Regions from separate parts of the Macaca mulatta genome. Here region 2 is linked to region 1. A link is a contact called in public Hi-C data. All regions are on one chromosome and are shown on one strand. The core of a region is the stretch at or near the end of the contact, and the rest is flanking DNA. Distances in the headings are between cores, read along the strand shown. Region 1 holds the start of DMRTA1 (DMRT like family A1). Region 2 holds the start of MTAP (methylthioadenosine phosphorylase).

Region 1 (6,347 bases), core at 1,966-4,465:
ACAATTTCATATAATACAACTTTATAAGTTTTGTACAAGTTTTGGACTTATAAAAAAAAAAAAAGAAAACATCACAGTGATATTTCCACTGCTTAGTAGGCCCTGTGGAGGGCTATGAAGTTCACTAAAATATATCTCCTAACGCAGGAAATGAAGGCAACTGACTTGCAGTCAAAAAATAAGAGAAAAATAATGAAAACTCCTTGGATAAAAAACCTCTAACATTGAACTTTCAAATTCTTACTTATGGTTTTACAAATTACATTTAACAAAAACAATTCAGAGTGAAGGAAGAAAGAAAGAAAGAAAGATGACGGTTTGGTATATTTCAGTCTCTTCCCCACATCAAGCTTGCAACAAATGTTTGCCCCAACATGTAGTAAAGAACGGCATCCCCAACTATCAGAGTTTCCCACGCAAAATCAGCTCTGGTTTTACAGCTGAAAACAGTCCAGATCAGGGAGGATCACCTGGGCCTAGGGAGGTTGAGGCTGCAGTGAGCCATAATGGCGCCACTGCACTCCAGCCTGGGCAACAGCGTGAGACCCTGTCTCGAAAGAGTACAGAGCAGACTCAAACACAGGATCTCTCACTCAGCTTTTTGCTCAATGCCTGCTTGAAGTTCTATCCACACAGTGAAAAGTCAAATCAACTTCCGCATAAATAACCCTACTCCTAGGGTGAATTTGCTCATTTGTTACCATCCATGCTTCACTTTTTCATTATCTTATCACCTGAGGGAACCAACAGTAAACTCCTCCAAAGTGAAGGCGATGTGTCTCTCCCACTTATTAATGTCCATATTGCTGAGCAGTTCCCTAGAACTTAAAGTGCTTCTTTTAAACAACTATTCCTGCCCGCCTAAGGACACGGCGGGTTTCAGAGTTTCTTTCCAGAACAACCATTTCCTTGAGCAAAGAGCAAATGAAAGACCAACTCACCTTGTTTTTCCTCAGGATAATCTTGCTGGAAAACCTCGAAAGCGGGGGTCGCGGAACCACTGGCCTGTCTCAAGGCACCCTGTCCCAGCGCAGCCCCCGCCGCAGGGCCGCCCGCAGACTGTGGATTCTCGGCTCTGCCGCTGCCCCCGGGTGCCCGACCCCCGGGGGGCCCGGAGAGCCCAGAGCACAGGAGCCTCTGTAGCCCCCGGGCTTCGCTCTCCTCCTGCGCCTGCTGCCTGCGCAGCGCCACCTGGGCGGCCATGACGCGCTGTCGCTCGGCGATCAGGGTGCACTTGGCACACGCGCAGTCCCGCCAGCGACAGAAACGCTTGTGGCCCTTGAGCGCTGACACCACGCCATGGTTGCGACAGCGGGCGCACTTGGGTGTCCGCGGGTAGCCGCAGCCCACCGCGCCCACCCCCCTCTCCAGCCCGGGAGGCGGCGGGCAGCCTCCGCTTCCTGAGGTGGCAGCGGCGGCGGTGGCAGCTCGCAGAAAGAGGCTAGGCGGCCGCAGGAACGCTGGGGGAACCTGCATCCCCGATGGTACCGGCAACGCCGGGGATGGGGGCGGAGGGGCAGCCGCCACCACCAGCCCAGGGGCCAGGTGGGGTCGGCCGCTACCGCCTCGGTCTCTGCTGCCACAGTGTGACTGCTCCATTCCCGAGAAGTTTCTGGCTGGCCGTCGCAAGTGGAAAGTGCTCTGACCGCAGCTAACCCTGCTGGGAGGCTGGGGAAGCCGGGGCAGGACGCGCCGTGGTACTACTGAGCCCCACCCGCGCACGAACAAAAGTTTTGCACTCTTTCCACTCGGAGGGAGTTGGGACGACCGCATCCCAGAGCTGGAGAAGCTGAGAGGTGCAGCTGTCCCGTGAGCCTGGCAGAGTCCCGGGGCGCTAAGTTAATGCCCCTGTGCCTCCAGCCAAGAAGGAGAGGTTGGAGAGGCTACCCCGCCCACCCAGGCTCCCGGCCAAGCGCAGAAGCCAGGGGAGGGCCCGGGACAGGGAGTGGGGACCTTCTGGGAGGAGGGCGGCGGGGACTCCGTCCGATGGGCTGCAAATGTCTCCTCCCCCCAAAAAAGCCCGTTTCTCCCACTTGCTTCCCCAGGAGTTCTCGACGTCTATTTTTGTAAACTAGCCTTTGCAGCCTCCCCTTTTACTGCCCTTTTAAAATTAAGCAGAGTTTGAATTTCTCCTTTTCCCGCTTCCACGCTTCTCCTAAGAAAGTATGAAGATTTGGATTTTGAGTTCTCCTTTCGTGTTCCCAGATGAAATCTTCATGTCTGCGGCAGCTTGGCCAGTGTTAGTGGGAGCCCAGCTTGATAGACTACGAATTTGTTATCCACCAGAAAGATGCTTGTTTTAAATGGGTCTTAAGACAGCATCAAAACAATGGATAATTAAGGGAATTGATTCACATTCAGATTTTTTTCATGTATTCTATTTATTTACGCATGCAAATTTGGATTCTGTGTATTATATTTTAAAATGCTGCTGCTTTAAAAAAGTTATAAAACTCCTCTCTGCGCCTATTTATAGGCAGTAATTGTGTTAAAGCTGTTTCAAAAATACTTATGTCTATTGTAAAGTTTTGGAGAAAGTCATTTAGATCATTATTTAAATATGCTGTCATAAATTCTTCACATATGAATTTAATGCCTTTAATTATAAGAAAAGATCAGAAGGAGTTTAAATCAAAAGAGCCTCTGAGAAAATTCATGAATGTTTATTCTTAATGGAAGGTAGCGTCAGCACTCTGCCAGCTCTTCAAGATCCAACCGCCTTGGATAGGTTATTCATTTTCTATCCCTAAGATAGCAAGTAATAATGATATTTTTACCATTCCATCTGTTCACATTCAGAGCAGATATTGCTGATCTACCTGGCCTTTCTCCTACCAACCTACTCAACGCCATCACCACCACTACCATCCTCTCATTCAAACATCCTATCGTAGAGGTTTTCCACCCCTCCTAAGAACTGGAACTACCTAGGGAACCTTTAAAAGAGATGGACACTCCAATCTACATAATGTATTCTGAGTCTTTTCGTCTGTGTCTTAAACTCTGAAGGTGACAATTACATACAGTGTTTAGAACTACCACTCAAGGAATTCATGAACTCTGGGTGTTCTATGATACCCAAACTTTCTCACAACTCTTTATCTTTGCTCAAGTTACTCCTGCCTAAAATGTACTGATGCCTTAACTGTGTACTCACATCCATTCTAGAGGAGATGAATTTTTAGTTCTACATGGATCATTAAAATACAATGAATTACCTAATGAGAAAGCAGTTTTCTTTTCTATTCTTTTTAGGAGCTTCTGGTTACATAATGGGAATGGTCAGCTTAATGCAAGTATGCCTTTTAAATTTTTAAAATACCTTTTAATTGTATTTTTCAATAATAACAAAGAGCAGCAAGTAAAATGTTTACCTAGAATTTAGCGATATTTTTCTGTTTTTATTTGACTTTTAAAGTTATCTTATAATTATATATATTGGTTTTCATCCAAGAAAGTAAATATTGTCTTTATATAAATGTACTTAAGTTAAATATTTGTCAATTTAAATGAAGAATTATGCAGATAATTCATACATGGCAAAAGAAATTAAGGTCTGGAAAACATTGTCTTGGTGGTTTTGGAGTCAAAAAGCATTGCTCTCAAATTCTGGCTCCACTTCTAGTAAGTTACTTTATCTAACTCTGATCCTCAATTTTCTCATTTGTAAAATGAGAATAATCGTATGGTTACTTGAGGATTAAACAAGATAACATACCTAAATCATAATGCATATAATGAGATATATATTTTACTGTTCCTAACACCTAGGTTCTTGACATATATTACTTTTTTTAATGGAAGGGTTTTAAAATAAATATTAATATTTAGGAATGATATTTCAAATGCTAAATAAGAATTTTATTATATTTTAGAAGAACTTCCTTGCCTTAAGTGAACTCAAAAACCACAGACTTGTTATATATATATTGGGCAAATATAGAAGAAAGGTATCCAAAATTGTTGGTGAACCAAAATTAGATTAGTATTAAAAATGTAACCATTTTCATAGTAAGTATCCCATCTTGGACTTTGTGTGATTGGCCTAAGAGGTGACAGTGCTTTGAGGAGAAAAGTTATTGGCCAGGAAATCAAGAGAGATGGGTTCAAATAAGTGGTGTATCTGACAGAAAGTAAGGGCACTTCCAATGACCAGATTTGTGGTGTTGAAAAGTAACTCTATCTTTTTTATCTCGGTCACTCAACTGCAAAATGAAACAGTTGGGTTAAATAATTTCTAAGATTATTTAAACTTTAATAATTTATGACTTTAATACAGACATGTCTAATACAAGATAATTGTGTTTCTAATATACTAGCAATGGAAAATCTGAAATGAAATGAAAAAAAGCTGTTTTACTCTAATTCTGAAGTAGCTCTCTATTACTATAAGACAAAATAGATTTCAGAGTAAACAATATTACTAGGAATAATATTTACTTCATGAAAATACCATAATTCTAAATATTTATGCACCTAATAACAGTGCCTCAAAATACAAGAAGCAAAAACAACTGTAAAAAGAAATAGATATATCCACAATTATAGTCAGATTTCAACATCTTCTTTCAATAATTGATAGTATAGGCAGAAAATCAGTAAAGATATATACAATTTGAACCACACTGTCAACAGATAGACCCAATGAGATATATACAGCACTCAACAACTACAGAATGCTTGTCTTTTTGAAGTGCATATGGAACATTTACCAGTCAAACATATTCTGGACTATAAAAGCAAGGCTGAATAAAAGGATTCAAGTTGTACAAAGTATGCTTTTTGACCACAATGAAATTGAATCAGAAATCAATTAAAGAAATAAATCAAGAAAAGTCCTAAAATGTGTGGAAATTAATAACACATTTTAAAATAACCCATATTGAAAGGATAAGTATAAAGGAAAATAATATTTAAACTGAGTAAAAATGAAAATACAACATATCCAAATTTGTGGGATGCAGTTAAAACTATACTTTGGGGAGTCATTTACATCACTAAACACCTATATTAGTAATAAGAAATCTCAAATCAAGGACTTCCGTTTCCAATTTGGGAAACTAGAAGTCGAGCATTAAATTCAACCAAAATAAGTTGCAAAGGGGAAATAATTAAAAACTGAAGAGAATGTAATGAAACAGAACACAGGGAAATAATTAAAAATAAAATGTAGCCAAAAATTTTTTCTTTGAAAAGATCAATAAAACTGATCTCTAAACTAATCAAGAAATGTAAGGAATAAAAGAGGTGAAAGAACTACAGATTATACAGAAAATAAAAGAGAAATATTATAGACAACTTTATGCTATTAAATTCAATAACTTAGATAAAACAAACCAATTCATTAAAAAAACACAGTTGCTCAAGAAGAAATACATAACCTGAAGCCCTTTATCCAATAAATTGACATAGCTTAAAACATTCTGAGAAAGAAAACTCAAGAATCAGATGTCTGCACTAGTGAATTTTACCAGATATTTAAGGGAGAAATACTACCAATTATACACAACCTCCTGGAAAACATTTCTTAAATCATGGAATATTTACTAGTTCTTCCTAGTTAACGCTAACATTACCCTGAAAACAAAATAAGACTAACATCACATTTTTTATAAAAGCTACAAATATCCCTCATCTATTTGTGATTAAAAAAAAAAAATCCCAGCAAACTAAGAATAGAAAGGACTTCCTCAACCTACCTAACCCATATATTTAAAAAATAGAACAAACAGCACGTTTAACGGTGAATGACTAAAAGCTTTTTTCCTAAGATCAGAAACAATACAAAGATGTTCACTCTGACCACTTCAATTCAACAATATACTAGAAATTCTGTCTAATGCAATCAGGCAAGAGAAATTAGACATTCAAATTGGAAAGAATGGTGTAAAGCTCTTCATTTGCAGGTGACATCTATTTATAAAATCCTATGAAAACAGAAAAAAAAAGCCTGCTAGAACTAAGAAGTAATTTTTGTAAGACTGCAAGATATAAGGTCAGTATAAAAAATCAGCTACATTTCTATAAACTGAAATAAAAATCAGACAATCAAGAACTGAATCTAGTAAACAAACCTATTCACAGTGGCATTCAAAATACAAAATGCTTAGGGATACATCTGATAAAAAGTATGAAACACTGAAAACTAAAAACTTTACTGACAGAAATTAAAGATCTAAACAGATGGAGACATATACCATGTTCATGGATCAGAAGACTCAACATTTTTTAAATGATAATCTTACCTAAATTGATCTATAAATTGATGCAATCCCAATCAAAATTTCAATTCTTTAAATATACACTGTCAAACTCATTATAAAATTCATATGGAAATGCAAAGACCT
Region 2 (6,347 bases), core at 1,617-4,116, 600 kb after region 1:
CTTCTAATACCATCACATTGGCGATTAGGTTTCAACATACAGATTTTGGAGGCAGACTACTGCACAGCTTAAAACCCACCTCCCTAGGAGTCTTTTCTGACACCCCTCACCCAACGGAATCTTATTGCTGTTTCACTTTCATGTCAGTTGGTTTTCCGCCCTGACTAGAATATAAACTTGAAGAAAATAAAGGCCTTGCTTACTCAAAGATGCATCCCCAGTGTCTGGCAGGTATTCAATAAATATTTTTGAATAGGATTCCACCAGTAGATGGCTAGATTTGAAAGATTTGCCAAATATTATACTGCCAATCCAAAACTCAGTGGAATCTTTCACTTGCATGAGTTAACTGCACCTCTTAAATTGAGAATGAATTTAAGATCCCTTCCCTGTTCATATCTCTATTTTAAAAAGAGAGGTACTTGGGCTGACATTAAAGGAGTACCTAGAACTGGACTGAATGTGTTACATGTGTTACTGTATTTAAATCCAGCCACCTCTCAAAGGACCTGCCAGCGACACCAATGGGGCTCAGACACACATGTGCCTCCTACACCTCTACCTGGGTGGTGTCCAGCGGGCACTGGAGACAGCCTGCTTTCTACTCGCACTCTGCCTCCCTCTTCAAGATGGACATTCTATCAAGTGCTCATTTTAATTGTGCATTAAGTCACAAGAAAACAGGGCAGAGAGACCACACTTCAGATTTCAGAAATGCCTCACATCTAGTTGGTGGAATGCCAGGCTCTAGGCCCAATTGTGTCCTTATCTAGGTCCAGCTGTGTAATTCTGGACACCTTAGCTGACCTTTCTGCGTCTCAACTTTACACCTGCAAAAGGGATTTGTGTGGTTATACGGATGGTCTTGAAGGAACATTTTCCAGTCCCATTATTCAATAATTTGGCAATAGGATGTAGTTTTTTTTAACCTATTTTGCTCTGGACACTGGCACCTCACATTTTCTATACAGAATGTTGCCTTAGAAGTCTGGGGAATATGGTGCTGGCATCATGGAATCTCAACAGCAAAGCTGTCATCTGTTCTAAACTGAAGGAGAAATCAGCAGGCAGTCCTGGCACCATATGTATCTCTTAATTTTATATCCAGAAGCTTGCCAAGATCAAAAATACACATTATTCAATATTTACATCAGGTCTCTGAGAATCACACTGCCCATTCTGCACTTAAATGCACTGCATTAATTTGAAGGGAAACCGTGTGGCAGGGAGAATGCTAATCAGATTGAAGTAAGACTGTTTCAAACACCATCTCTCTATTTTTAATGGCATTCGAAGTGTATTCCTGCAAGGGTAAGGTGAAATGTTGTGGCCTAATGATACCTAACACAATAACTTAATAATTGTTGGGGAAAAGGTCATTCAAAATTAATCTCAGTTCCCCCACTTATAAGCACTACCACTTAATAAGCTTCAACCATGTGCAACATAGACAATTTAATTCTAGCTCTCCCAGCAAATTCGGCAGTAAAATTCTCAGTTTATAGATGAGCACCCAAGAGTAGTCACATACTTCACAAGAGTTTCATGAAAACCATTTCTGCCTTGTTTCCACCAAACCATGAAGGCAGGGGCGAGGCCTTTTATAAATAGTTGCTGGATGCAAGATTCTTCTCAAAATGACAAAATAAGTTTCATATGTAAGTCTGGATGCAACACCCTTCACCATTCCTCTCATTCTAAGTGGCTCATTTAAACCTGCAAGGGCTTAATAAACTAATCTGGCTGATTACACAGTGACCGCAGAGATTCGCCTTCTCCCGGGAAAACTGCAGTCGAGTGTAGGGTATCGAGATGCTCTGGAGAAGATCGCAGACCTTCCTATCCCATAGGTCAAACATTTCTAAAAATCAAACAAGTTAACTGCGTTCTTAGCCAGTAATAAACTCCCTAGAAGAGGTCTTAAGTTTTAGCATCAATTTTTCTTTATGTGCTGTAATTCTCTCTCGGAATACTAACCAGGAGAGAAGTATTTAAAACCCCAGGGAAGCCAGCTGCTACTCTCAGAACTTGTGCCCTCTCCAGCACAAAGCTTCCCACCGCACAATGATTCCTTGTATCGAGACCTCTCAGGGCCTAGGGCACAAGGAAATTGAACTCTAACTTGCAAGGCTGCAAAACAAAGCAGTTTGAAGCCAGACGCCTCCAAACGGTGCAGCCCTAAAAAGGGACGCCTGTACTTTTCGAAGAAAGTCTCAGAACCCCTACAGCATTGCGCTGCTGGGGAAAACTTCAGCACGGAGGCCTACGTTCGGAGGAAGAAGCCGGAAGCATGCAAAAGAGCAAGTAAGCAGTTCTCCCACGTGGGCCACAGGCAGCAAGCAGAGTCAGAGAGCGGAAGCTGGAGTCCCGCAAGGCACTAGGAGATGGTCACAGAAGCTGCAGGCGCCCGGACACCTGCTGGCTCTAGCCGGGTGTCTTTCTCGGGAGAACAGTGGTGCTCAGGAATGGTGGCGGCCTGGGCGCAGCCTCTCCCATCCACGACACCTCTCTCTAAAGGGGTGCCTACGCCCTACGGGCAGCGGGTGCAGATGAGCCAAAAGGTGGTGTGTGTGTGTGTGTGTGTGTGTGTATGTGTGTGTGTATCGGGGAGGGGATCATTCGCAAGCGTACCCTCTCCTCGAGCGGCAAGTGAGTCCCGAGTGCCCAGCCCCGGTCCCTCCCCGCCGCGGCAGGGGCGCGCGGGCCGGGCGTATGGCCCCGGGAGGCGCGGTACGCCGGGGCGGGGGCGAGAAGGCACTCGGCAGGGCGAACCGCTGCGGCTGGGAGGGCTCATCTCACCTTCACGGCGGTGGTGGTGGTGCCAGAGGCCATATCTGCACGGGAAAGGAAGCTGCAGTGGGCGAGCGCTCGGGACTAAGAGAACCAAAGGGACCGAAGAGCTGCAACCGTGCCAACCCCACAGAGCGGGACTGAGCAGTGCGGAGACCCGGGGCGGGCCTTGACTCCTCCTCTTCCTCCCCGGGACAGCTGGATTGGCTGCTTGTGTGGGATCTCCCCCGCCACCCCTTCCCCAAATCGAAGTTCCCGCGTTCCGCCCCTTTTGCAGACCTTTCCGGTTCTCCGGGTTTTTGTCGGGTTTTTTTTTTTTTTTTTTAAATCCCCAGTTGTAACTAACGGATAATGATAATAATGGAGACAATTTATCGAGCGCTGTATTGTTCCAGACTGCGTGTTTTGGACTTTAATTGGCTTACTTAACATTCACAAAAACCCTGTAAGGAACAGCAGCACTCCCTGCTTGGCCCGATATTCGTGGCGTCAGAGGCCTCAGCATTCTGGCCCGGCGGCGTTCCACAAGTTCTCGCGCAAGGGAAAATCCTCACCAAGGACGGAACTGGCCGGCCAGAGATTCTCTCAGGCAGTTAACGCGGGGCGGCTGCCGTGGCGGGGGCGTGGTTTGCACTTCCTACGGCTGCGAACCCACGGGGGGTTTGCGTATTTGCCTTGATTCCTGGAGGACACAGCTGGGATGGACTTGACCCAAGACTCAGGGATGACGAAAGGGAAATAAACAGAGTAACGTACTACTGGATAATCTTTCTGATTTACGAACTATGATTTACTTATCTTCAATGTGAGGAGCGGCTTTAAGGCGTTTGAGACCGTGCGCAACTCCCAGTCTGCTCTACCCGACTGGGGGCATCTTTAACCCTTTCTACGCCGGAGCGCTATCCAGTACACCTGGATTCAGAATCCAGACTAAGGTCTCCATCATTCAACACTAGCAGGACACACACACACACACACACACACACACACACCCCACCACCACCAGCCCTTTACAGGGAGAATCCCTCATGCTCAAAGCCCCCATCCCTTCCCTACTGGGATAATCCAATTTAACCTTCCTTGATGGATTAAGCGTTCTGCAACAAAACAATGGTTGACAAGGATCTTCAGGGTGGACTCTGAGATGTAGAAATGCTGCAAATTAGCCTGGAGGTGGGAGGCAGGCCGAGAAAGGGGATGCTTTCCTCTTACAGTAGCAAAACACGGAAACGAAACACAAGTACAATTTAATTCAAAATACCACTGTGTGATGTTAGCCTCATAGAACCTGTTTACTTAAACAGTATAGACTTTCGTCCTCTTATTACTATATGCTTTAGGTCTAAATTTTCTCACAATGTAAAGTTTTCTTTATTCTGTTACAATAATCTATTTCTTTTAAGTTATAAAATGCAATGGTAAAAGAGGAATGAAAGTAGAATTCGGATGCTCCTTTGAGAAACAGGAGACAGGGAGTCCTTCGTGGATGAAGACAATGTAGCTTTCTAGGGGCCTTTCTGCTGATTGCTCTATTGAGGGGCAGGAAGCCCACCACTCAGAAGTGAACCATTGAGGACACAAGGATGCCCTGGACTTTATGGCTGCTACCTAAGTAGGGGGTTCTAGCCAACTTAAGTGACTTGATATGATTAGCAAGTCCAGTTTCTACTCAGCACTGCCTCTCTGCTAAAAGTTAGACGCTGTAACCAAGTTAGATCTTGTAAGCTTAAAATACCCCTAGGCATAGGAGTTGGAAACTTGGAGAGGACCAGGCTGGACTTCTGGACTTTTCTACTATAACTTGCAGGTAAGGGCTCAAGCATTTGCTCTTGAAGATGTGATGTCTGTGAAGAGGAAATTCTTCTAAAGTTTGAATTTCATATACACTTACATGTGACAAAATATTATTCTACTTTTGATATTTTTCCAACCAGTTAAGATTGTAAAAAAGCATTCTCAGTTCAAAGTTGTACAAAAACAGGTGGAGAGCTGGGTTTGGCTGAGGTCTTTGGCCATTGTTTTCTGCTCAGGGTAGTGCCTGAATCACATGACCCCTTGCTACCCAGACTTGGATAACCCTTGGACAGGCTTGTGAGACAGTGCTTTCTTTAGTGCAGTATCTTTGAAAAGGTAGGCGGTAATATTTTTGCCTTATTTCCAAGTTTTGGGTCATGTTTTTTCTTAACAAGTCCTAAAAAGGAAGACAAAATTTTCATTAATTTTCAATACGCAAACATTTTCAGTGGTCTCCCTTTTTGATTACTATGTCAACAAGACAAGGAGAGTCGGTCTGTCTAGGAGCATAGATTTTGCCCTGCCCTTCTGTTCTTATCCTATAAATCCCCCTCTGTTAATCTGTACCCTTGCTTTTCTGAAGATAATTATAAAGAACTAGGTCATCTTACAATAATTCTGATTATGAAACAGTATGAAGGTTTCAACAGCTTCTCCCCTTTTTGATAATCTCTCATAAATGTCTTCCCAGCTTCTAGGTCCTAGCCAACAAAGTACTGAAATGGTTATCACCAGTAGCTGACTATACTGGGTCTTGAGCAATGGTTCTTCAGTGTCCTACGGTTCCCTTTTACTAAACATGTTATTTTTGAAGTCTTCTCCAAACCATTCCAGAATCATCAAATATTCAAGAGGAAGTATTCATACAAATGCATGAAATGTATCACCTCAACCAACTGCATCAGCTTTCCCACTGAATTGTTATATTTCTGTGCCTGGCCATTGTGTCTGTCCTGGATGGGTACTACAAAATGGGCCCAAGCTGGCTGGTAACCCATCCTCATCTGGAGGTATTAAAGCTGGCAAGTTTCCATGGCCTAAGAAACTCACATAACTCCCCACTACCTTATAGATATTTGGGCCAAAATAAAAATTCTAAATAACATGGAAGTGTACTTAGAGATCCCCAATTATGTGTTAATCAGATCTTTTTACAATACACCTGTATCACAGCCACAATAAGTAGGGACATTTTGGCCACTACTTTTGACAATGGATTAGAGTCCCATCCTGGCAGCTTAGTGAAAAAACTAAAATTCTATTAGCAAGCAGCCACTCTAGATTTAGCAGAACATTGTTGAAAAAATATCTGGGGGAACAATAAGTAAACTAATTGTAATAATGATGGTAAGACATTTTAAAAATTATTGCATCTTCAAATTCTCAGCTGGGCAAGCCTATGTCAGCGTGAGAAGCCAAAGATGTCTGAACTGGTATAAATTCAGGTTCAAAATTCACAACATCACCATTGTGCACAGTGTGGTCATTGGGAAGAAAAAAACCCCAAAGAGACTCAATGCCCTTAATAAAATTGTGTCCAGAGAAACTTCTCCACAGGCAATTATCAGAATAATCAACTTCTCTTTACCCCACCCAAGAAGGAAAAAAAATGTACTGAAAAGAAAATAGTGGCTAGTGTTTATTAAGATAAGAAGCAAAAGATGTGCAAGTATGTACCAGGCCAGTCCTAAGGTAACATTCTGAAAAAAATTGAATATAATTGCAGAATATAATTTTGTCTGCAATCCAAGTTCTCTTAACAC

The links. A called contact is a pair of places that touch in the nucleus more often than the background predicts.
Region 2: a contact with region 1 is called in a Hi-C map of liver, with 4 times the contacts expected there. The contact joins the promoter of MTAP here to the promoter of DMRTA1 in region 1. A contact is called at or near these places in 3 of 14 Hi-C or Micro-C datasets (blood, fetal cortex germinal zone and liver).

What each region holds. Positions count from the first base shown.
Region 1 is chr15:76,783,824-76,790,170 of T2T-MMU8v2.0, forward strand. It overlaps DMRTA1 (DMRT like family A1), which reads right to left and starts at 3,216. Exons shown (of 2, transcript XM_001106627.5): 1 at 942-3,216. The coding sequence starts at 1,773.
Region 2 is chr15:77,386,357-77,392,703 of T2T-MMU8v2.0, forward strand. MTAP (methylthioadenosine phosphorylase) reads right to left here and starts at 2,867. Exons shown (of 8, transcript NM_001261737.1): 1 at 2,800-2,867. The coding sequence starts at 2,832. It overlaps LOC106993734 (a long non-coding RNA gene), which reads left to right and starts at 2,952. Exons shown (of 4, transcript XR_003723249.2): 1 at 2,952-4,597.